Regions from separate parts of the Mus musculus genome. Here all the other regions are linked to region 2. A link is a contact called in public promoter capture Hi-C data. All regions are on one chromosome and are shown on one strand. Each heading gives the region's core, a stretch centred on a gene start, on an enhancer-like site or on the middle of the called end of the contact. The rest is flanking DNA. Distances are from core to core; before and after follow the strand shown. Region 1 holds the start of Ctsl (cathepsin L). Region 2 holds the start of Fbp1 (fructose bisphosphatase 1). Region 3 has its middle 4.0 kb from the start of Gm30999. Region 4 overlaps Habp4 (hyaluronic acid binding protein 4).

Region 1 (5,479 bases), core at 1,090-3,589, 1.5 Mb after region 2:
GTAGCTGGATCATTCTCATGTTCTTCTCCCATATCGCTCTCCTCCACTCTTCCTCATTCTAGAGCAAGCACAGAACTGGCAGTTTTCATTTTTTGTTAATAGACAGGGGGAGCCAGATGTTGGCACAGGCTTTTAATTCCAGAGGCAGAGATGGTGCTGGAGAGATGGCTGTGTTTAAGACCATTTGTGGAAGACTCAGGTTTAATTCTCAGCACTCACATATGTTACTTTTTTTGAGACAGGGTTTCTTTTCTGTATAGCTCAGGCTGGCCTCAAACTCAGAAATCTGCCTGCCCCTGCCTCCCAAGTGTGCCACCACTGCCCGGCCATATGGTACTTTCTAACTAGTTCCAGAATGTACACAATACCCAGACATAAGTGTGGTATATATCACGAGTGACATATATCTCACTAACTAAATCTTAAATAAAAAAACCAATCCATCTGACCAAATGGATCTACTGGAACAGGAACAGCTACACACTCTGAAAGGCACCACTCCTCCCGAAAACACACAAAGGGATGTATGTGCTCTACTCTGCTCACAATGGATGTATGATTGGGCTATTCCTGCTAAGAGCTGGCCTCTAGAGACTACTCTCTGGCTATAAACTTCTGAGGGTTAGAGAGGGGGGTTGTGGGGGGAGAAAGAGGTGGGCAGTGGTGGCACATGACTTAAATCCTAGCACTGAGTTCACAGCCTGGTCCACAGAACAAGTTCCAGGACAGCCAGGGACACACAGAGAAGCACTGACTTGGAAAAACAAAAACAAAACCCAACCAACCAAACAAACACTTCCAAGGGCAAGGAAGACCATTCTCTCTAGACAATGTAAACACTACAAACCGTGCCATACAGTCTTCTGTGTGTGGACTTCCACTGGTGCCACTCTGCACTAAAGGTTTGATCAAATTTTGGAGTAGCTAAGGCTGTTCCCAAGCAGAGGACAGCCAAAAGGAGTAAAAGATTCATGGTTCAAACACCTAGGGAAGGAAAAAGAGGAAATGAGAATCCCACGGAAGCTTTCTCTTTTAAGGACAGTTTCTCATGTAGTTTAGGCTTTAAACTTTTTCAATGACCCATCTCTCAAGTTTAGGGATCCATGAGCCACCAGCCCAGCAGTAAACCGTTCTGAGTTGAAGCATCCTTGCACGTGTTAACAAATGTGATTATGAGTGGAGAAAAACAAGTCAGGAATTAATCTTTGGAGGTTCCTAGACTCTAGCTACTGAAACAAAAACAGCCTAGTAGTCATTGGAACAGGGGTAAACCCTTTTCTCTTGCTTTTTTTTTTTTAAGGATTTATTATTATACATAAGTACACTGTAGCTGACTTTAGACGCACAGAAGAGGGTGTCAGATCTCATTATGGGTGGTTGTGAGCCACCATGTGGTTGCTGAGATTTGCACTCAGGACCTTTGAAAGAGCGGTCAGTGCTCTTACCCGCTGAACCATCTCGACAGCCCCCCCCCCACTTTCTCTTATTATAGCGCCACGGTAGTCTTAAGTCTTCCGATATTGTATGCGTCAGAATCTTAAGAGGACAACTGGGTCCAGGTCATTTATTGACAAGTATTAGTGACCCCAAGTGGGCATACAGGAGTACCCAGAGGGTGGGTTGCCACCACACACTTTAACGCACAGCTGCACATCAGGCGAACTGAAGCCTCAAGGCGATGCCTCCTTATGCGATCTCAGTTCGGGTTAGGGGCCAAGCTGGGCCCGTCCGGGGGAGAGGGGGATGGGCGTCCGCTCCGCGCTCGCGGCCACCGCCCGCGAATGTTATGGCGGCACAAGGAGCCCTGGGTCCCGTGACCAGCTTGAGGGGGTCCCGCTGTCCCTACGGGTCCCGGCAGCCCGGAGTCACATGACCTGATGAAGACCCCGCTCGACAACAAGGGCCTATCACTTCGGGGAGGCCGAGGACACATCCTCGAGATCCTGGCCCATCCGGGGGTCTCCAGTCCGGGTTGCAGATGCTATGGTTCCCACATTCTAGATTCCCCTACCTGCCCTTGCTCGGGAAGCCTTTAAACCCGCGGGGGTCACTCACCTGAGGCGGCTAGCTGCGCACAAGAAGTCTGCAAACTCGGATCCCCGGAGGTCGCCGAGGTCCGAGAATCTGGAGGAACAGCGCCGGGCTCAGGCTTTAAAGCCTCTCAGGCTACAGCCCCGACAGGGCCCGCCCCCGCCCCGTCATTGGCTATGCCTGCCTCGGGGCGGAGCCTGCGGGAGTCCGGGCGCGTGACGCCGCCGGGTCGTAACCTGTCCTGTGGTGCAAGCCTTGGGGCGAGGCTGATCCACTTTGGAGGGTCCACGCCAGCGTGGTGCCTTGGTTCTGTAAGAAAAGCGTAGGAAAAAAAAGGCCTGCTGTGGAATTTCCACCTCAGCCATACCTTTCCTTTTGTATGAAAGTTGTAGATTAAAATGTGCAGGGTGGAGAGTTGCATAACCCGTGGTTTCTGTTTAACCCACAACAATGCTGATGTAAGTGGAAGAAGACAGAGCGGAGGACAGAGTCACCTCTCCAGGGTCTGGCTGGACGGGTGTCCATAGAATTTAGATCAGCACGTGGCTTCTAACGCCGCACTTCCTGCCTTACCTATACATGGATTGTTCCTTAGGAGCATTTCTCTCAAGTCTGGTAGAAATTCTTTTCGTGGCAGGCGGGGACGCGGCGGTGGGGGTGGGGTTGTAGGATGGTGGCTAGAAAAGAAAAGAAAAAAAGCGGTTGAGAACGATGGAGACTGTTTTCCTACTTTACATTATGAATTGTTTTTCTTACTTTCAATTTTTTTCTTTCTTTTTCCTTTTTTTTTTTTTTTTTGTCTTTTCGAGACGGGGTTTCTCTGTGTAGCCCTGGCTGTCCTGGAACTCACTCTGGAGACCAAGGCTGGCCTCGAACTCAGAACCGCCTGCCTCTGCCTCCCAAGTTTTGGGATTAAAGGCATGCGCCACTTCTGGAATTTGATAAATTCGCTGGAAAAGATATAAGTATGTGTTTGAGATAGGGGTTATAGGGTTTAATAATGTAGACCAGGCAATCACAGGCATCCTGGTTTTGCCTCTCAAGAGCCGGGATTAAAGCTATCTCCGAGCTATCCGCTTTAGTTTCCTCTTCCTCACTCAAGAAGAGTAATATTTAATAGAAGGCTGTAGTTGTGTAGCTTGAAGAAATTACTTGGATAGAGAAAAAATATATATACAGGTATAGGTAAGATTGAAAGAAAATAATTCGGTAAAGTGTAATTTTTTTTTAGCCATATAAGATTTTTTTTATTGGCTATTCTGTTTAGAAGCTTTATAATATTTGAGTTTGGTTAATTTCAGTATGTGATTTTTAAAAATTTGTATTGTCTTTTTTTTTGTTTTGTTTTTGTTGTTGTTTTTGTTTTTGAGACAGGGTTTCTCTGTGTAGCCCTGGCTGTCCTGGAACTCACTCTGTAGACCAGGCTGGCCTCGAACTCAGAAACCCGCCTGTCTCTGCCTTCCAAGTGCTGGGATTAAAGGCGTGCGCCACTACTGCCTGACTTGTAATGTCTTTTATAATAGTATTTAAAATATTTTCTGAGACAGGGTTTTCAGTGTAGCCTTGGCTGTCCTGGAATTTGCTCTATAGATGAGGCTGTCCTCAAAACTCACAGAGATCCGCCAGCCTCTGCCTCCCAAGTACTGGGATTAAAGGAGTGCGCCACTACCTCCTGGCCCTAAAAGAAGTATTTTTTTAAAAGTGATTTAAAAGATCACGTTCAGGGCTTGGTGAGATTGCTTAGTGTTAAAGAGTTGCCTGAACCCAAGCCTAAGTTCAATCTCAGAGATCTATATGGTGAAAGAAGAGAGCCAAAAGTTGTTCTCTGACTTTTGTATGTGCTGTTGGCACATGTACACCTCCCCGAAAATGAGGCTTTTGTTGTTGTGGTTGTTTTTTGAGACAGGATTTTTGATTTCCTGGCTGTCCTGGAACTCCCTTTGTAGACTGGGCTGTCCTGGAACTCAAATAAATCTGTTTCTGCCTCCCTAGTGCTGAGATTAAAGGTGTGCATCACCATACCTAGCTGCAACATGAGTTTTTAAAAAGTGTCTTAAGAGGCGTGGTGGTGCACGCCTTTAATCCCAGCACTTGGGAGGCAGAGGCAGGCGATTTTCTGAGTTCGAGGCCAGCCTGGTCTACAGAGTGAGTTACAGGACAGCCAGGGCTACACAGAGAAACCCTGTCTCGAAAAAAAACCAACCAACCAAACAAACAAAAAAACCCCAAAAAAACTTTAAAAAGCATATTCATACTGGGCCTGGTGGCAGATGCTTAAATTCGAGCACTCTCGAGGTCAAGCCAAGCAGATCTCTGTGATTTCTTGAGCCCAGTCTACATAGTGAGGGCCAGCCAAGGCTATATACTGAGACCCATTTCATAAGACAACAATGAAAAGAGTATTCATTATGGAAAAAATAATAAGCATTCCTTGTCTCCTCCATAACTATTTTCTAGTTTTTTTTTTTTAAACAAAAACGAGGTGAGCTCAGTAGTTCAGAACCCTCCCTGCTTTTCCAGAGGAAACCATCAGTTCCCAGGACCCAAACCGAAGCTTACAAACTGCTAGTAACGTTTAACTCCTTGGAGGATATGATGTTCTCTCCTGGCTCCTGCAAACAACTGCACACGGGTGAGGAAGAGGCACACAGGCAAATGGACTTAACTGTGAAGAAGATAGATACATTTTGTGTGCTTATTTAAAAAGAACAAAGTGAAAAAGACAAACTTTCTAGAAACACAGGCAATTATCTATCTATCTATCCACTTATTTATTTTGAGACAGTCTTACTAGATGTAGCCCTGCTTGGCCTCAGGCCAAAAATCTTTTTGTTTCAACCTCAGGCCTTACAAGCATCTACCACCAAACTCAGCTGGAATAAATTCTGTTGTTGATAGAACATGATTTTGGACAAGGCCACTGAGTTATATTTTCACATCAAAAATCTGTTTTCTTTAGCAGCCAGGTGATGGTAATGTATACCTTTAATCCCAGCACTTGGGAGGCAGAAGCAGGTGGATCTCTGTGAGTCCAAGGCCAGCCTGGTTTACAGAGTGAGCTCCAGGACAGCCAAAACTACAGAGAAAATTTGTCTCAAACAAACAAAAAACAAAACAAAAAAAAAAACAAAAGAAAACAATTTTTAAACTCTTTTTGATGGCAATAATCACAATTTTCAAAATAATCATTCATGGATGGGAATAAGGACACAACACAATGCAATGGTGTGGAGAAGCACACTTAGAACTTGCTATAACAAGAAGACACCATAAAGACAAGAAACTGATGCTTTGGGGTGAGGGTGGGAAACCATTTGCGTATGTATGCCCTGATTGATTGGAAGTTGAGAGAGGAGTGACCAGAAATGGAACATCTATATGATTGACTTGGGGACTTGGGTTTGGAGAATATCTCTGGTCTTCCATCTCTGGTGTTCTCAGGTTAGTC
Region 2 (5,607 bases), core at 3,098-5,597:
AAAAAGAACCATTTCTGGGAAGCTTGAGAGAGCACTCAGTTGGTAATGTGTTTGACACAAGAGCAAAGTGTCTGAACTCAGTTCCTAGAACCCATGTTTTAAAAAGCAGAGTGTTGGTTGCACACAGTTGTGATCTCGGTCCTGCGGAGGCAGAGACAGGCAGATCCCAGGAGTTCACTGGGCAGCTCGCCTCACCTAACCAGTAAGTAAACCCCAGGCCAATGAGAAAGGCTGTCTCAACAAACAAGGCAGACAGCCTCTGAGAAACAACAACAACAAAGGTTTGACCCTGACTGGCATGCACGCACGCACACACGCGTGCACGCACACACACATATTCACGCATGACTTCTCCAGATGTTGTAACCAGAAATATATTCCAGCTGATATGCATGTGGGTAGCTGCAGAACAGGATACAAGCAAAGCACAGAGGAAACAGTTTACAGCAGAAATAAAGTCTCCAGGAGGGCAATGATGACATCCGGATGTGATTAGTAAGCTCCTTCATTTTCACAGCAACTCTCTAGGGTTGAAGAGCAGCTGTCCCTATCTTACAGTAGGGGAAACTGAGGCTCTCAGATGCTTCACCTCCATCCACCCATATCATCACCCAGATTAAATGGTAGCCCCAGGAATTTAAGCCAAGCTCCTTGTCTCTGAAGTGGGGCTTTTGGTTCTGCATCCCCGGGCTTTTCTAAACCCAGTCCTCATGTTCTCTTATTTTTCCCCTCTGCCTCGGGGCAAAGGTGCCAAGGGGCCTAGATGCCCCCAGACTATGACTGTGTATTTCTACAATAGCCTAAGCCAAGGCTTCCAAAGTGCCACATCCCCTCGCTGCTCCCAAGCCTCTAAAAAAAGTCAGTATTTCCTTGCTTCTGTTCTTGGTTTTGCATTGCCTCCATCTTGGGAGGCTTGATGTGACTATCATTTGTTAGATAGAACCAGCTCTTTGAAAGCAACCCCCATTGCCTTTCAGATTGAATCCACACCACACCCCTGCCATCTCCACTATAAAAGCTCTGCTCACGTCATCTTTTTCACCCATTTCCCATGTCTTCTTCAATTCTGCACTCCTAGCCTCCCCTTCCCCAGAACCTGACCTGGGCTATATGAGATGCTGCCACAGGATATTTTTTTTTTAAAGATTTATTTATTTATTATTATATGTAAGTACACTGTAGCTGTCTTCAGACACTCCAGAAGAGGGAGTCAGATCTTGTTACGGATGGTTGTGAGCCACCATGTGGTTGCTGGGATTTGAACTCTGGACCTTCGGAAGAGTAGTCGGGTGCTCTAACCCACTGAGCCATCTCACCAGCCCACAGGATATATTTATACTGTTATATCATTATATCAATCATATGCTATATATCATATATCATATAATGTCACATCATATGGAGCAGTGGAAATGACTACAGTGGCGACTTTGAGGTTGACGGAGGCAGAGGAGCATAGTGACCCATAATTATACCTCTGCTGATTTCCCTGTGAGACAACGGGCTGAAACCAGTCTTGGTGGGGTTCTTGCAGATCTTCAACCATCCCATCCCTCTGGGTGAGTGCTCTTCTAAGGCCAACTGGCAGCCTTAATAAGCTCTTTATTATGGGCACACTGGCTCTCCATCCAACACATCAAAGCCCAAGTGAGCCTAATTGAAAGCTCTGTCTTTGAGATCTCATCTGCCTGCTAGTGGTCTGACTGCTTATCGTCCTGTGAATAGTCAGACGCTTCCTGTCCCACAGAATCCAACTTCTTCCCTCAGCCAGCATCAACACCTGTTCTACCACTGTAATAGCCCTAGTAGTGGGGACTTAATGCACTCAAGCTACAGAAGGGCTCCATTTCTCATGAGATGTCTGCAGCAAGTTAATAGGAGGTGGTGGATTGTCACATCCTGGTGGCAGAGAATGTTCATTATATAGCTGGAGAAAAACACGGCAAGTATAGTCCCATTTTATTTGCTAGCTACAGAGGAATGTGTAAATGCACGTTCATGTACACATTTGTGTGAGCATAAAAAACGGGCCTGGGAAAATAACCAAGAAAAATTAACAGTCAATTTGGTGTGTGTGTGTGTGTGTGTGTGTGTGTGTGTGTGTGTGGTGGGGCAGGGGGGTCGTTTTCCTTATTATCCTTTGAATGGCTTGGTGTTTTTGTGAATAGGTGCAGGGCCTTAAGGAATCTGGGACGACCTTTTCAAAGCTGATGCTGTGACCATCTAGTCTATTAGTACACATTCTCTTCTGTTCCAAACTTAGCACCTTCTACCCCTAACCCCGTTACCATTGTCTGAGATGTGAGTTAAAAAGTGAGATATCTTGAGGGTGATTAACCTAACCCTAGGTCTCTCTGGGGTTGTGGCAAGTACCAGTGCATTTTTAGAATAATGTAAGAAATGGCAACTGTCGTCTCTCACAAAACCCCCAGGTTCTGAGAGAGCTAAATCCTTGAGCTGTAAATTTAATTTGAAGTGAGACTTTTACCTGAGTGTGCTGGCTGAAAGGCTCCTTAGGGCTAAGAACACAGCGAAACAGTGAGGGAGTCATCACTTCTAATATACATGTCCCTAGCTTTCTCTAGTAAGGCTTAGCCTTGCTTGGCATCTAAAGTAAACATCACCAGGTGTTTTACGCTTAAGGATTATCCACCAAGCCTCACAGCAGAACCAGAGTTTTTCAGAAATAAATGCACACATAGCTAACACAGGCCACACTGTTGGAGGAGCATTTAAAAATCCATTTCAAAGGATTATATGTTCAAGTTAGCTACAAATCTCACATATCAGTCTCTCATTGCTCGTAGGAAAAAAATTTTTTTAAGTATGATATTTGTTAAGAAAGTATACCGATAACCTGAAAACCCAGGTTCCATTCAGTTGTGTGAAAACCAGTTAGGTCCCAAACATGTTGCTCAGGCCAGAACAAAGTACAGAAGTGTTGTGTAGTTTAAAAAATGAAGGTGTTCTGAGACTCCATGTTTCTTCATTTGCTCCTACCTACAGTACAAAATATGGACCATAGCATTAAAATCACCCACCATGCCTTGAATCCCCACTCAGGAGGCAGAGGCAGGTAGATAACCCCTGAGTTCAAGGCCAACTTGGTCTACTCACAGTGAGTTCCAGGACAGTAGAAGCTACATCGTGAGAACCTGTTTCTAACCCTAACCTTACATAGTGGACCTACATAGTGAGACCATGTCTCAATAAATACATAAACTTCTTCTTCATCTTCTTCCTCCTCCTCCCCCTTATCATCATCACCATCATCTACCACAGGGAACTTTTCTTATTCAAGGAGGGTCTGCATAACAAAGTCCCCAGATGGTTCAGGGGAAGGAGATTGGATTCTTGGCTTTATCAAAAGCAGTCTACTACTTCTGCTCTGTCTTTAAGCTCTTAATAATTGGGCAAGATCTGCTCCTAGCATTAATGCAAACAGGGAGAGATTTTGGTGCTCAGGAGGTGAGTCTACAGCTGGCTCCAGAAAGAGGGAGCGCCCGGAATACTGTGTGGCGGCTCCCTTCCAGACTGATAAGTGGTGGGATACTCTTTATGGGGCTTGTCTAGGTTAGGGATGATACTGAATTAGAAGCTGAATTTGGGATTTCAATTTCCAAGGAGAGTAACAGAGGTTAAAAGAGAAATGGGGAGAAAGGCGCAGGTATTGGCACTTTAGAGAGTCCCGGGTGGGCAGCTGGTAAGTCACTCACTTATACCAGGAATCTGGGAGGAGCGAAAAGGAGAGTTGAGACCAGAAGAGATCCGGCAATTGTGCACCAGGAGAAGGGAACGAGGGCTGTGTGCAGCAGAGCAGAATCTTAACTGTCAGATGCGACACTGGCAACCAGACCCATCAGGACCCAGCAGGGGTCCAGAGAAGCAGACCCCAGTCGTTCTAACGGATAAGATGCGGCAGCCAGAGGCCTAACTCACAGCTGTGCGATGCCCGCCTGGCGCACCGCAGACGAGATGGCTTTGATCGCGGTGCAGAGCGAATTCAGCAGCTGGGTCAACTCCCCCGTGCCCTGAGCCTTCCTGCCCTGCTCCATGACGAAGCGGGTCAGGGTGCTGATATCCGTTTCGAAGGGCGCATGGTTCGCCATTGCTGGGGTCTGGCGCAGGTGCTGGCTAAAGGTGCTGACTAAAGGTGCAGGCAGGTGGAGCCCACAGGTGATAGTCACAGCGGGAAGACTGAAAGCCGTTCAGTGTCTGCAGAAACTCAATGAACTTGAGTCCTGGGGGAGCCTATAGTCTCCAGGTCTCCGCCCCCCTGTCCCAGGAAACACCCCCTTGCTCCCTTCCTCTACCAACTGCCATTCTGCCCGCTGGCCAAGGTCCTCCTAGCCTCTCCCTCCCTCCGTTCCATGCACCCTCCCCTAGATGCCAAGCTGACAACGCTACTTCCTCCTCTGTTGCCCCACCGCCCACCTTGCCTCTGGGCTACCTGCATGGTTATCTCCTCCAATGCCCGCTATAACCTGCCAGAGAGGAAGGCATGATGGACTCCTCCTCCCATAACCCTTCCCCCGTCCCACCCACCCACCTGCTTAAAATACTAAGCAAATTCAGGGAGGTTGAGTAACTAGTTCAGGGAAAGCCGCACTTGAGCCTGAGGTGGCTTGGTTTCGATCCCTACCCACTGCTCTTCCTGAACCATCACTGTCTCTTCTGACCCATCTCCTGGGAAATGGATTCTCCCATCCACATCCACTCTGAATCCTTAATTGTTGCCTCCTCCCAGTTTCTAGAGTTGGAGAACTGTTGGGAACCTTAGTTTCTAAGTGTCTTCCGCAGAGAAAACTAATGCAGACACAAACAGCTATTCTCTGAAGTCAGGCTGTTCCGCAGCCAGCGTCCTTACCCGTGCCTGTTCTAGCTGTCACAAGTCATAGGCTGATTTGTAGAACAATTAATTACTGAGCAGGTACTGTGCACCAGGACACCGGCTTTCTTTGAGGTCAGAGCCCAAGGAGTACAAACTCCTGCCCTTCTTGAGTGTAAGATTGACAAGTAACAAAAAGAAACAAAAACATACCATGGATCAGTTTGCTACAGGAGCCACTTTGGCATAGAGAATCATGAAAAGAGAAAGATAAATAGAGAATGCTGGGAAGAGTAAACTGGGGTGTCAGGGAAAAGTTCACTGGGAAAATAATATTTGAGCAAAAAGCTGAAGGATGCAAGAGAAGAACCAGAGTGGACTTGTCTGTGGGACTGGTTAGCCAGCCAGGCTAGTGCAATCAGCTAGCACCAAGCTTATCAGAGACCATCTCTCAAAACAAGGTAGACAGTGCCCAAGGAACAGCGCCCAAGGCTCACATGTGTACCCGACAGCCACACAGACACCAGGAAAGAAAGGAGAAAAGAGAGAGAAGGATGATATTATGACAGATCTCACAAACCATAGCAAAACACTTGTGGGTTCTATTCACAGTGCTGGAAGAACCTGTGGAGGGTTTTAAGCTGGAAAGCTATGACTTGCTCTGTTCTACATGATGAAGGAACAGACTGCAGAAGGTCAAGAGCTGAAGCTGGGAGAGCTAGCAGCGTGCCTTCCATCTAGCCTGTTTGTGTTCCCTGTCTGATGTACAAAGATTGCTA
Region 3 (5,298 bases), core at 1,650-4,149, 1.2 Mb after region 2:
AGGAGGATGGAGAGTTTGGAGTCAATCAGGTATATAAAGCTTGACCCTGTATTTTTTTTTAAGTGTGCTTAAATACATAAAGAAATGAAACACATTAGTGGTTGTTTTGGTCAGGGTGTGTCAGACTGATATGGGGGAAAGAGTGACTGCTAATGGGTGTGGTACTTCAGTGTGAGGTCATGAACAATGTTCTAGAACTAGTTGTGGTTAGGTTAGTCTGGAGGCACTACAAATATTGGATTGTATATATCTGTGTGTCTGTGTGTATGCTTCTGTGTCTTTGTGCATCTGTGTATATCTGTATGTGTGTGGCTTATGAATGTATACTTGTTTGTGTGTGCACTACTGGGTGTGTTCTTGGGGGAGCTAGCAGTCAATGCACATGTCTTCCTCAACCCCTTTCCACAGGCTCCAGGGGCCCATTTGTCTCTGCCCCTCTGTACTGCAGTTACTAATGCACATGACCAGGGCTTTACATGGGCACTGGGGACCCGAACTTGGGTCTGCATGCTTACACAGCAAGCACTTGGCCACCAGAGCCAACTCCCCAGCCCATGAACCGCACATTTTAAATAACTGAAAAATGCAGCACATGAGTTTTTAAAGTATAAACAACAGCAAAGTGGAATGAATGCATACGAGGATGGATAATGTTGTGTTATTTATAAAATTTTAAAGATGGAAATCCATCTAGATGCAAAACAAAAGGATAAATTGTGTTTAGTCATGAGAGCAGGTGTTTTGATTGCTGCAAGGCACCTCTTGCCTAGCGGCTTGTATCTAATAATCTGAGTCTACTGCAAACACATAAAGGAATTAGAAAAAGCAATCTACAGGCTGACGAGATAGCTCAGCAGATAAACATGCCTGCCCCTAACCCCGGTGACCTGAGTTCAAGCTCCATGACCCACATTGTAAAAGGAAAGAATTGAATTCTTTCTGCATGTCTTTCTCTAATCTCCACCTTGGGGTGGGGGGAGAGGAAGGGGAGGAAGAATAAATCAATTTAGTAAGAAACTCAAAGAAAAGTCAACTTACCATGAGTAAAGGACGGTTAATCCTGAGAGGTGGCTCTTTTTTCTCCTTTTTTTCCCCCTATAGTTTCTGACCTATCTACTTGTTAGTAACTAGGAAATTTACCTTTTAAATATGGTTTTAAAATCACTTTTTAAAACCTATTTGCAATCTAACCAAAAAAGAAAGATTATGAAACCAACCTTCTCCTGAGTGATGTGGTGAGCTCAATCCAGAGAGACGAAGAGACTGTCCACTCTTACCACTGTCAGGCTTCTTATTAGAATCTATGCCACCTAAACAGGTCCTGTCATGTTCTCCTTTCCTGTCCCTTCTTGTAATGAATGCACGCACGCACACACACATCCCTCACCTGCTTTAAAATCTTGAGAAAGAAATTGAAGAACATCCTCTCCATTAAGTCAGACCCAACAGTGAATTTTCTAAAGGACTAGGTAGGAGCAACACCACAGTTTCTCTACAAGACCATTAGAGGGCATTGTGGAGCCAGGACTCAGAAAACTCAAAGCCTACTGGCCGACTACAGAGAAGCCTGCCTTTGGCCTCAGAGGAAGCACAACCTGGTAAGTCCTTCTGGCCCCAGGATGGCAGTCAGCTTTCTCTGGCCAGAACTAACTAGTTGTCTTTGAAATGGAGTCCTCTTCTTCCCGAGCAGGTGGGTCCAACCTGCAGCCTCAAGAACATGTGTTCCAGCAACCCTAATAATACATCCTGTAGACCACAATGTCATTAGTTCTTTCTCAGTGTGACAAAACATAACACCTGAGATAACCCACTAAGAAGGGCACATAATTGTATTCCATGATCAATTGGCCTCATTGTTTTCAGACCTGTGGCCAGGAAGAAAACCATGGTGTGTGCATGGCCTCAGAAGGAACTACATACTTTCGCAGCCAGTGGGAAGCAAAGAGAAAGGCGTGAAGAGACTAGTGGTACTAGTCTCACTAGTCCTACCTCTTAAATGCCCTATTACTTCCCAATAGCACCACAGGATGGGGACCAAACTTAACATGTGTGTCTTTGAGGACATTTACCCAAACCATAGTAAGTATGCTTTTCTACTAATGTTATAAAACATTGACCAAAACTTAGGGGAGCAAAGGGTTTATTTCACCTTTCAGAACCCAGGTCATACTCAATCACTGAAGGAAGTCAAGACAGGGCCACAAGGCAGGAACCTTGAGGCAGGAACTGAAGCAGAGACCATGGAGGTGAAAGACTCTGAGAGGAGCCCCTCGCTCAGGCCTCATAACAATAGCAGACACCCAAGAACTCACGATAGACCAAGCTTGATGCAAACCACATGAGGTTTATTCAGGGAAAGCCAGAGCTCTGGGGATGACTCATATCCCACGCAGGGGTAGAGGAGTCGACCTCGAGGGGAAAGAGGTCCCAGTTTTTATAGGCCCTCAGGGGAGAAAGGAGAAGCGGGGAGTAGGGGATTTCCAGATCTAAACAGTGTCTATTCTCAAGAAATGGGTATGGGAGGGGTACAAGGAAAGAGTCTGGTGCAGGTGTATCAACTCAGGATTGGCCAGGCTGTGGTTGCTGGGGAGATTTTCTGACTCTTTCTCAGCAACCAATATCACAAACACCTGGCAATGGGTTTCATCAGTGGGCACACACATGAGTCAAGGAACGGTCAAAACATTGGCAGACACACAGGTTCAAGGAGTGGCCAGAGCATTGTGCACCTCTATTTTTCTAAATCAGTGAAGCTAGTTCTGCTAACAGTGACATCTATCTTGCCAATTTCAGGGCTTCTGTGACCTTTTACATTCTGTCAGGATCTTTCAGAGGCAAGCAGCTGATTGACATGCCCAGTGTGTTTTTTGACCACTTGTCAAGGGTGACATTAACCACAGTAGACTCGTCTCTCTCACATCAATGATTAATCGAGAAAATGCTTTACAGAAATATACACAGGTCAGTGTGACTAAAGCAATTGCTCAACTGAAGTTCCTTGTTCCCAAGTGACTTCAGCTTGTGCCAAGCTGACAATAAATAAATAAATAAATAAATAAATAAATAAATAAATAAACACAGTACAATTAATTCCTTTTCAATTTGATACACAAATGTATCACTATTAAGTCATAACCTTTCCTTCCTTGTTTATCCCAGGATTGTGTTACTATCACAACATAAAAACAGTATAACTTAAAAAACCCCAGTCTTTAAAAACTTTGGTGATTAAAACATTCAAGTTATCAGCAAGGCGTGCTGGTGCACATCTTTAATCCCAGCACTGGAGAGGGAGGCAGAGGCAGGCAGATCTCTGAATTCAAGGCTAGCCCAGTCCACAAAGCAAGTTCCAGGACAGCCAGGGCTGCAGAAAAACTCTGTATTGAAAAACAAAAATCAAACAAACAAAAAAGCCAAACAAACAAAAAATATCAAGTTATCTTTAAATATCCAAAATTCACTTAACTGTGGCCTCTTTTGCTGGGTCTGGCAAGGCTTCCGAAGGGACAATATGACAAGGTTCCCCACCCACCTCCTCTGGAGCAGAGCCAGAAAGATGTGGATCTCCTCAAGAGCTGACAGATGCTCTAAGTAGAAAGCTTGTGTGCATAATAATGTACATGCTTTTCTCATGTTCCTCCTTCAGAGAACGCTCTCCCCGCGGCATGATTCCAGGAAGTGAGAATGTGTCTCAAGATCTTCAGAAAAGCCCTGAAGGCTGTGGGAAAGAACTCCGAAAACATGAATACACAAATCAGTATAAAGAACTGTTCTTTACAGGGTTTCTCAACTAGGCAATATAAGGATGCCATATGAATTGTATGAGGGGCTTCATGGACCCAAAAGAACAGAGGCAGCTGCACTAGTGAGTCAGCTTAGTCAGAAAGATATTAAAGGAGACATGACTTGGTCAATAGAGGAAAAAACCTTGATCACAAAAGAGAAAGGAATAGTTTAAAAAAAAAAACAAGGCTCAGATAGACAGTTATACAATATTAGTGGTAAATGGTGGTCTCCTCCCCAGAAGCCATCAACAACTAAATTTGATCCAGATATTCTACTCCCTGAAGGAGGTAGTTATATGTGCAATCCAAATAGAGGTGGGGAGAGACAAAAGGTCTGGTATCAAGAAAAAAGATGATAGCTTAATAATATTCCTTTCTGGGATTGCTTAATACTTTCCAATAATAAGCTTTGGAGTTGCTGAGATAAAAATGAAAAAAATCCAAAGATTAAAAGAATATATTGAGGTAGCTAAGAATTATAAAAATGAGCTTCAGTGCTGCTTACATCAGCACAAAACAAGAGAGGGCTTTTTTTTTTTTTTTTTGCAAAAAAAATTGTAAAAAGCATTATACTAAAAGCTAACTTTCTCACATAAAACCAGACTCTATCTCTAGCCTTGGCAACCACAAGTGCTGTGCCTATCGAAATGCATAGGTCTTACTTTTTTTTTTTTTTAAGTGCTTGCTGTCTGGTTCATTTGCCTTGAATGTGCTTTGTATTTCTAAGAGTCAAGGGGCTAAGGTCATTAAATGCTGATTTGTGGAGTGATCAAAGTGGAGCCTGGGTAAATGATTAAACTGATATGCAATCTCTAAGGAAGTAGCTTATGCAAATAAAAGACTGTGCTTTGGTCTGCAAAAGAGAGCTATCTCAGCAGATCACAGAGCTGTCAGTTTGCATCCATCACTGACTCCAAGTCCTTCTTCAGCTGCTTCCATTCACCTCAGGACCTCCTTTCAAGCTGAGGCTGGAACTTGAGGCTCTTAAAAAAAAAAAAAAGTTTCTTATATCAACAAGGAAGACCAAGGGCACAGTTACAGTAGCTCAATTCAAATGGAAGATTCAACAGTATAAAAAAGCTCAGTGTCCTGCATCTGGGACTCACACACAATCTGATTTCAAATGGCTCGGGTGGTTCCACATCTCTGGCTGTGGCATCCAGAATATACACTGCTTGCTCACTCTCTTCTCGGTGGTCATCTCTAATACGCTGGGGTCTCCACCACAACTGAGGCTGTACCTTCACCAATGTCCACCTTGCCTCTCCTCAGGAACCCTGACCCTACTACATGGTGCCTGCCTAGCGTGGGAATTTCTTGTTTCTTTGGAAAGTCAGTTATGTCAAATGATGTTTTGCTGGGGCACACAAGTAAAAGGATGTTTTGCCGAAGCAGACATGTGAAAGAGTGTTTTGCTATAGCAGACATGTGATGAAGGAATATAAATATGACCCCACAGACAGTGGGAGTTTGAGCACTTGTTTGCTTTGCTCTGTCTCAATATTCTTCACTA
Region 4 (5,749 bases), core at 1,361-3,860, 1.3 Mb after region 2:
AAGGCGTGCACCACCACGCCCGGCTATCTCTTAAGGGTTTTAAAAGCTGAATCCTTCCTAGTATCACACTGGGTTGATCCTATTTATTTGTTAGTGGATAATCATCAAACTAATTAAGTAATCTGATAGGTTTTTTTGTTTTTAATGAGAGTATATTAAATTTAAATATGTGTCCTCCGCCCCTTACCTCTTCTGCCTTGCTCTTGTCTCTTTATTCTTGTCTTCCTTTTCTGTTCATCTCTATGAAACCATCTCTGTCTATATCTCGCACACTTAAGCTGTAAGCCAAGCCGCCTCTCCCTGTGAATGAGCCAGGGTCCCTCACAAATGAAAGCTCAATATCTTAGCTGAGCTGGCTGGCCAGTGAACTCTCAGGACCCTCCTGTGTCCTGGCTTTGCCTCTTAAGGCAAAGCCACCTCCTGGGTAACTCTTCACTCAGCCTTCTCCCCGTCAGAATCCATAGCCAAGCAAGTCACAAGACAGGGTGCTTGGAACTTTTGCAAAGGTTTTTGGTTTGGTTTGGTTACTTTCTTACTATTGTGTGTGTATATGCATCGCACGTGCACGCGGAGGTCAGAGAACAATTTGTAGAGTTGGTTCTCGCCTTCCACCTTGATGTGGGTTCCAGGGCTCAATCTCAGGTCACCAGGCTTGTGTAACAAGCAGCGTTACCCACCGAGCCATCTCACTAGCCACGTGGTAACATCTTTATTTTTTCTTTTTAAAGATTTATTTATTTTTATATATGCGAGCACACCTTTGCTGTCTTCAGACACACACCAGAAGAGGGCATCGGGTCCCATTACAGGTGGTTGTGAGCCACCCCGGGGGCTGCTGGGAACTGAACTCCTCAGAACCTCTGGAAGAGCAGTCAGTGCTCTTAACCTCTGAGCCATCTCTGCAGCCCCCTCGGTAGCATCTGGTAAGGTGTTGATAGCCAGTTTTCTGAGAAGACCAGCCAGCACTGTCCAGCATCACTACTTCATGGATTCTCCAAGACCCTGACAGCACTTCCCCACATCATTGCCACACCTCATGGAAATTCCACAGCTGGGAAGTTGATGGTCTTCCCTTTTCCCATCTCTTCTCCCACCTCTTCCAGTTTTGGGTCATTCCCACTGACCTTCTCAACCCTCAGTTTGTACATGTCTTTTTCCCCAGCTCTGGTCTTCTGGACAGTTGAAGTGTATGCAGTCTCATGTTAAAGTCTCCCCTTAGCCCTACACGGAGCTGTGTTCATTCCTCCATCACTTGTTTCTATAACTCCAGGCCTGCTTTGTGTCGTCATCACCCTCTGAATACTCCCCCCTCACCTCACCAGGCCTAGCGGCCACTTCAACCTAAATCTGTGTTGACTTAAGCTCAGCTCTCTGGCTAACTGCGCTCTGGGTTCCCTCTGCCTTGAGCATCTCCTTCGAAACTCATTAGAGTTTTGCCTCAGGCCTGTTCTCTTTCTCCGTCTTTATGTGATCTTATGTACCCTGCTCTCGAATTGTCATATGTGTGTTTTGACACCAAAATACAGATCTTTGCCTTCATCCTTCAACCCGAGTCCGAGGTCCGAGGTCTGTGTGTCTGTCTCCTGCACACCTACGCCTGCTTCGCCACTGATACCTCATGCTCAGCATGACTGAGCTGCTTGCCTGCTTCCCCACAACCCCCTGGGCCTCAGCAGGTGTCTGTGCTCCGGACCAGCATCAACACTCATCAGCTTCCCCAAGCAGAAACCTCTAAGTCTCCCTTGGAAGTCCAGTTTTCAGTCCTCTCCTACCCCCAATTCAGGCCTTCATTGTGTCCCTAATCATCCCTGTCACCGGCACAGCCTAAACTTCTGACGTCCAGCTGTCACTGCAGCTCCCGAGCCTCTCTCTGCACCAGAGTGGCTGTCATGTGGGCGTTCTGAGTGTCACATTCTCCGACCCCTTCAGACCCCTCCAGTGCCTCATGTTTGACCACTCTCGTGCCTTCTCAGGACTCATTTTGTGGCTCCCTACTTCACGTTTCTGAACACACCTTATCCTCCCCCCCCCTTCCCTGTTTGCTGAATTCTTGCCCTTCACCCTGCTGCTGATTCTCCCTTTCTCCCCCTTCAGCTGCCAGAGCAGACTGAGCCAGTTTGATCCAGTTATTTAATCTGCCCTCATTTGTTAATAGGAATAATCAACTGGAGTTGTGAGGGCTGTGTTTTATGCTCAGCTATGCTCCTATCTACAAATAGGAGAGAGGGAGGGGCCCCCTACATCTCTTACACGAGTGACAGTGACTGACGGTTGTGACAGCTGTGAATTTACTGCTCAAAACAACTAAGAATGTGTTTTTAAAATAGGATTCACAGTTAACGTGCCTATTTAGACTGCGTTAACTAAAGTCACAGACACACTCATTTCTATGAGCTGGGAAAGCGAGTTATGTAGGACTCTTCAGGGAGAATTCTTGTTTCTGTGGCTCTGTCAGACTTTAAAATCACACTAATCTCCCAGCAGCTGTGTCATTGTTGATGGTTTAAGAATTCCGTTTCTTGATACGATCGATGACCTGCCACCCCAGCTCTGGCTGATTGAGTTGACACTGGGGCTTTCCCCATTCCGCCACAGTGGACCTTCACCTCCCAGGCTTAGAACTTGATGGAAGAGCTTAAAGTCCTGTAAGCCAGTGTTTTAGTGAACAACCTGAAATGCATGCTTATTCTTCCAACTTAGCCAATTTACTGGTGTGTCACACCCATCCTTCCCTGTGTTCTGACAGCAGCTGAATTGTTCCTCATCAGTGTTCTGATGTTTGAGGGCACCTGCTACACTGCCCTGTTTTGTCTTTGAGCTTGCCTCTTCCGATCATATAAACGGAATCTTACACAGAAAAGAGAAGACACGTTAGCTTATTTCACTTGCCATATGTCTAAATTTCTGTCATGTTATGGCCTATATTTTAAAATCCCTGTTTTGTTTATCTACTTGTCAGGTGACAGACATGCTAATAGTTTCCAGTTTGAGGCTGCTGTACATAACAGCCACTGTAAACATTCATGTATGTGTTTGATAGGGATGCGCGTTCTCATTTCTCTCAGGTATGAAATTCCTGGATCATATATGAACTCTCAGAAAATTTAATAATTTTTAAAATTTTAGTCTTATGCACATTGGTGATTTGACTGCATGTATGTCTGTATAAGGGTGTTGGATCCCCTGGAACTAGAGTTGCAGACAGCTGTGAGCTGCCATGTGGTTGCTGGGAATTGAACCCAGATCCTCTGGAAGAGCAGCCAGTGTTCTTAACCACTAAGCCATCTCTCTTGTCCCCAGAAAAAAAAAATTTGAGACAAGATCTCTATGTCTTGGAACTTGCTGTGTAGTCAGTCCCAGCTGTCCTGGAGCCTGATGTGTAGACCAGGATGGCACCAAACTCATAGAGATCCACTTGTCTCTGCCTGCCTAGGTCTGAGATTAAAGATGTGAGCCATGACACCCGACTCTGTAAAAAAAATTGAAGACCAGACTGTTCCGTCCCTTCCCCTTCCCCTTCCCCTTCCCCTTCCCCTTCCCCTTCCCCTTTCCCTTCCTTTTTCTATGTATGAGTGCTCTGTCTGCATGTACACTTGCATACCAGAAGAGGGCACCACATCCCAATACAGATGGTTGTGAGCCACCATGTGCTTGCTGGGAATTGAATTTAGGCCCTCTGGAAGAGCAGTCAGTGCTCTTAACCACTGAGCCATCTCTCCGGCCCCCCAGACTGTTTTCTACGTTGATAATCACATCCCCAATACAGTCCCACAAAAGTATAACTTTCTTTTCTGAAGTAGACACTTGGTCCCACCAGCCAAAAAAAAAAAAAAAAAATCTTTGTCAAAACTTGTTAATTGCCTTTAAAGACACTCCCCTTTTCTTTCTTTAAAAATTACATGTATGAATGTTTTGTCTCTCTGTGTGTGTGTGTGTGTGCACCACATGAATGCCTGGTACCTGTGGCACCAGAAAAGAGCAGTAGATTCCTTTGAACCAAATCTACAGCTGCTTGTGAGCCACCAAGTGGATGCTAAGACCCAAACCCAAAGTCTTCAGCAAGAACAGCAAGTGCTCTTAACTGATGAACCATCTCTCCATACCCTGACTGACCTTTTGATACTAGCTGACCATTGGATATGGAATGGTGTAACTCCTCGTGGGTTGCGCCACATTTCTCTGATGATTAACAGAGTGGACATTTGAAAAGCTTTTAACTTGTGTTATCTTGCCTCATGCATGCAATACCTGAAGAAGCCAGAAGAGGGCACAAGATGCTGGGGATTTGGACTAAGGTCTTCCTAATTCCTCCTCTGAGCCATCTCTCCAGCCTGCTTTAAACATTTCGAATTGTTAGCTAGGATGGGGCTAGAACACTTGCTTAGCACATGGGAGTCCCTGAGCTCCACTCTTAGCACTCTCTCTCAATATATAAAAAAAGTCTACAATTAAAACTTCACTTCAGAGGGCTAGAGAGTTGGCTCAGTGGTTAACACTGGCTGCTCTTCCAGAGGACCCCAGTTCAATTCCCAGCACCAACATGGCAGCTCACAACTGTCTGTAACTCCAGTTCCAGGAGATCCAACACCCTTATACAGACAGACATGCAGTCAAATCACCAGTGTACATAAAATAAAATAAATCACTAAACCTCACTTAAAACCATGAGTCAGAGAAGAGGGGAAAACATGAAAACCGTTTCAACAGGTTCTCATGATGAAGTTATCAGACAAATGTAGAAAAAAAAAAGGCGTGATAAGGAAGAGGCTTGGGGCATGGGCCTGGAGAAAGTCTGAAATACCATTTTTTTTTCCTTTTAGAACCAACTAAAGAGATTTATAAAAGTGGGCACTGTGACCCATTCCTTTAAGACTTCTGTCGGTGGTTCCCAATTACCTTGTGTCCACAGCATCTCTTATTTTCTCCCACAGTTCTCATACTGCCCATCTGCCTTCAGGAAGGGTCCATGGTGGTGCAGTGTGATAGAGATGACTGATGACATCATTTCCAGACTGTTGTGAAGCACAGACTGTTCCTGCAGTTGGCAGAAGGCATAGGATGGTAGAGAGAACTCACAAGACGTGACCCCGAGGGCTTGGGGTCACCTTTAACCTTATTTACATTTCCAATACAGTCCCACAAAAGTATAACTTGCTTTTCTGAAGTAGACATTTGGTCCCACCAGCCCCCCCCAAAAAAAATGTCTTTCTTATGATTATGTATCTTTTCAGAGTTCCTGAGTTGGAGGTAGAAGAGGAAAACCAAGTCCAAGAGATGACCTTAGATGAGTGGAAAAACCTTCAAGAACAAACCAGACCAAAGCCTGAGTTCAATATTCGGAAGCCAGAGTCCACAGTTCCTTCCAAGGCAGTGGTGATTCACAAGTCCAGATACAGAGACGATGTAAGCTTGTCTCAGGGGAATCTGTACTGTTGACCTCATGAGGCACATAATAGCCCAGTCTCAGTGGGTGTGGAAATAGGACCTTGCTATTTGGCATTCTTGTTCTCCTCTCCCCACCACCAAAACATTTATTTTGTATTTGAGGAGTACATGTCAAACCTGTGGTTGTCAGGAATAGAGACTTGGTGCCCACTTAGCCATCTTGCTGGCCTGCCGCTTGGCATTCTTGTTTCTGTTCAAGCTTCATCAAGGATGATGGAAAGGACTAGAACTTGGCATGTGCACAGTCAGGTACTACACATTCTCTGGAAGCCTTGAAAGTCTGGTCTCTCAGTGAAAGAGGCAC

What was found. Promoter capture Hi-C pulls out the DNA fragments that hold promoters and counts their contacts.
Region 1: a contact with region 2 is called in a promoter capture Hi-C map of liver, with 4 times the contacts expected there. The contact joins the promoter of Ctsl here to the promoter of Fbp1 in region 2. A contact is called at or near these places in 4 of 39 promoter capture datasets (the SN4741 cell line, hippocampal neurons and liver).
Region 3: a promoter capture Hi-C map of liver shows a contact between it and region 2, with 5 times the contacts expected there. The contact joins the enhancer-like site here to the promoter of Fbp1 in region 2. A contact is called at or near these places in 13 of 39 promoter capture datasets (the 3T3-L1 cell line, the C10 cell line, the HPC-7 cell line and 8 more).
Region 4: a promoter capture Hi-C map of liver shows a contact between it and region 2, with 4 times the contacts expected there. The contact joins the enhancer-like site here to the promoter of Fbp1 in region 2. A contact is called at or near these places in 4 of 39 promoter capture datasets (hippocampal neurons, liver and pre-B cells).

What each region holds. Positions count from the first base shown.
Region 1 is chr13:64,368,181-64,373,659 of GRCm38.p6, forward strand. It overlaps Ctsl (cathepsin L), which reads right to left and starts at 2,340. Exons shown (of 8, transcript NM_009984.4): 1 at 2,056-2,340; 2 at 848-984; 3 at 1-58. The coding sequence starts at 973.
Region 2 is chr13:62,883,935-62,889,541 of GRCm38.p6, forward strand. It overlaps Fbp1 (fructose bisphosphatase 1), which reads right to left and starts at 4,348. Exons shown (of 7, transcript NM_019395.3): 1 at 3,940-4,348. The coding sequence starts at 4,109. It overlaps Gm38679 (a long non-coding RNA gene), which reads right to left and starts at 1,144. Exons shown (of 3, transcript XR_873587.2): 1 at 1-1,144.
Region 3 is chr13:64,049,557-64,054,854 of GRCm38.p6, forward strand. No RefSeq gene overlaps it. Among named protein-coding and RNA genes, the nearest start is that of Gm30999, 4.0 kb to the right of the region's middle. Within about 2 kb of position 2,900, at least 2 of the 459 cell types and tissues checked have an H3K27ac peak or open chromatin away from gene starts, as enhancers often do. A contact at or near this core is called in liver, where this site is marked.
Region 4 is chr13:64,176,876-64,182,624 of GRCm38.p6, forward strand. It overlaps Habp4 (hyaluronic acid binding protein 4), which reads left to right. Exons shown (of 8, transcript NM_019986.3): 6 at 5,232-5,403. Among named protein-coding and RNA genes, the nearest start is that of Habp4, 18 kb to the left of the region's middle. Within about 2 kb of position 2,611, at least 13 of the 459 cell types and tissues checked have an H3K27ac peak or open chromatin away from gene starts, as enhancers often do. A contact at or near this core is called in liver, where this site is marked.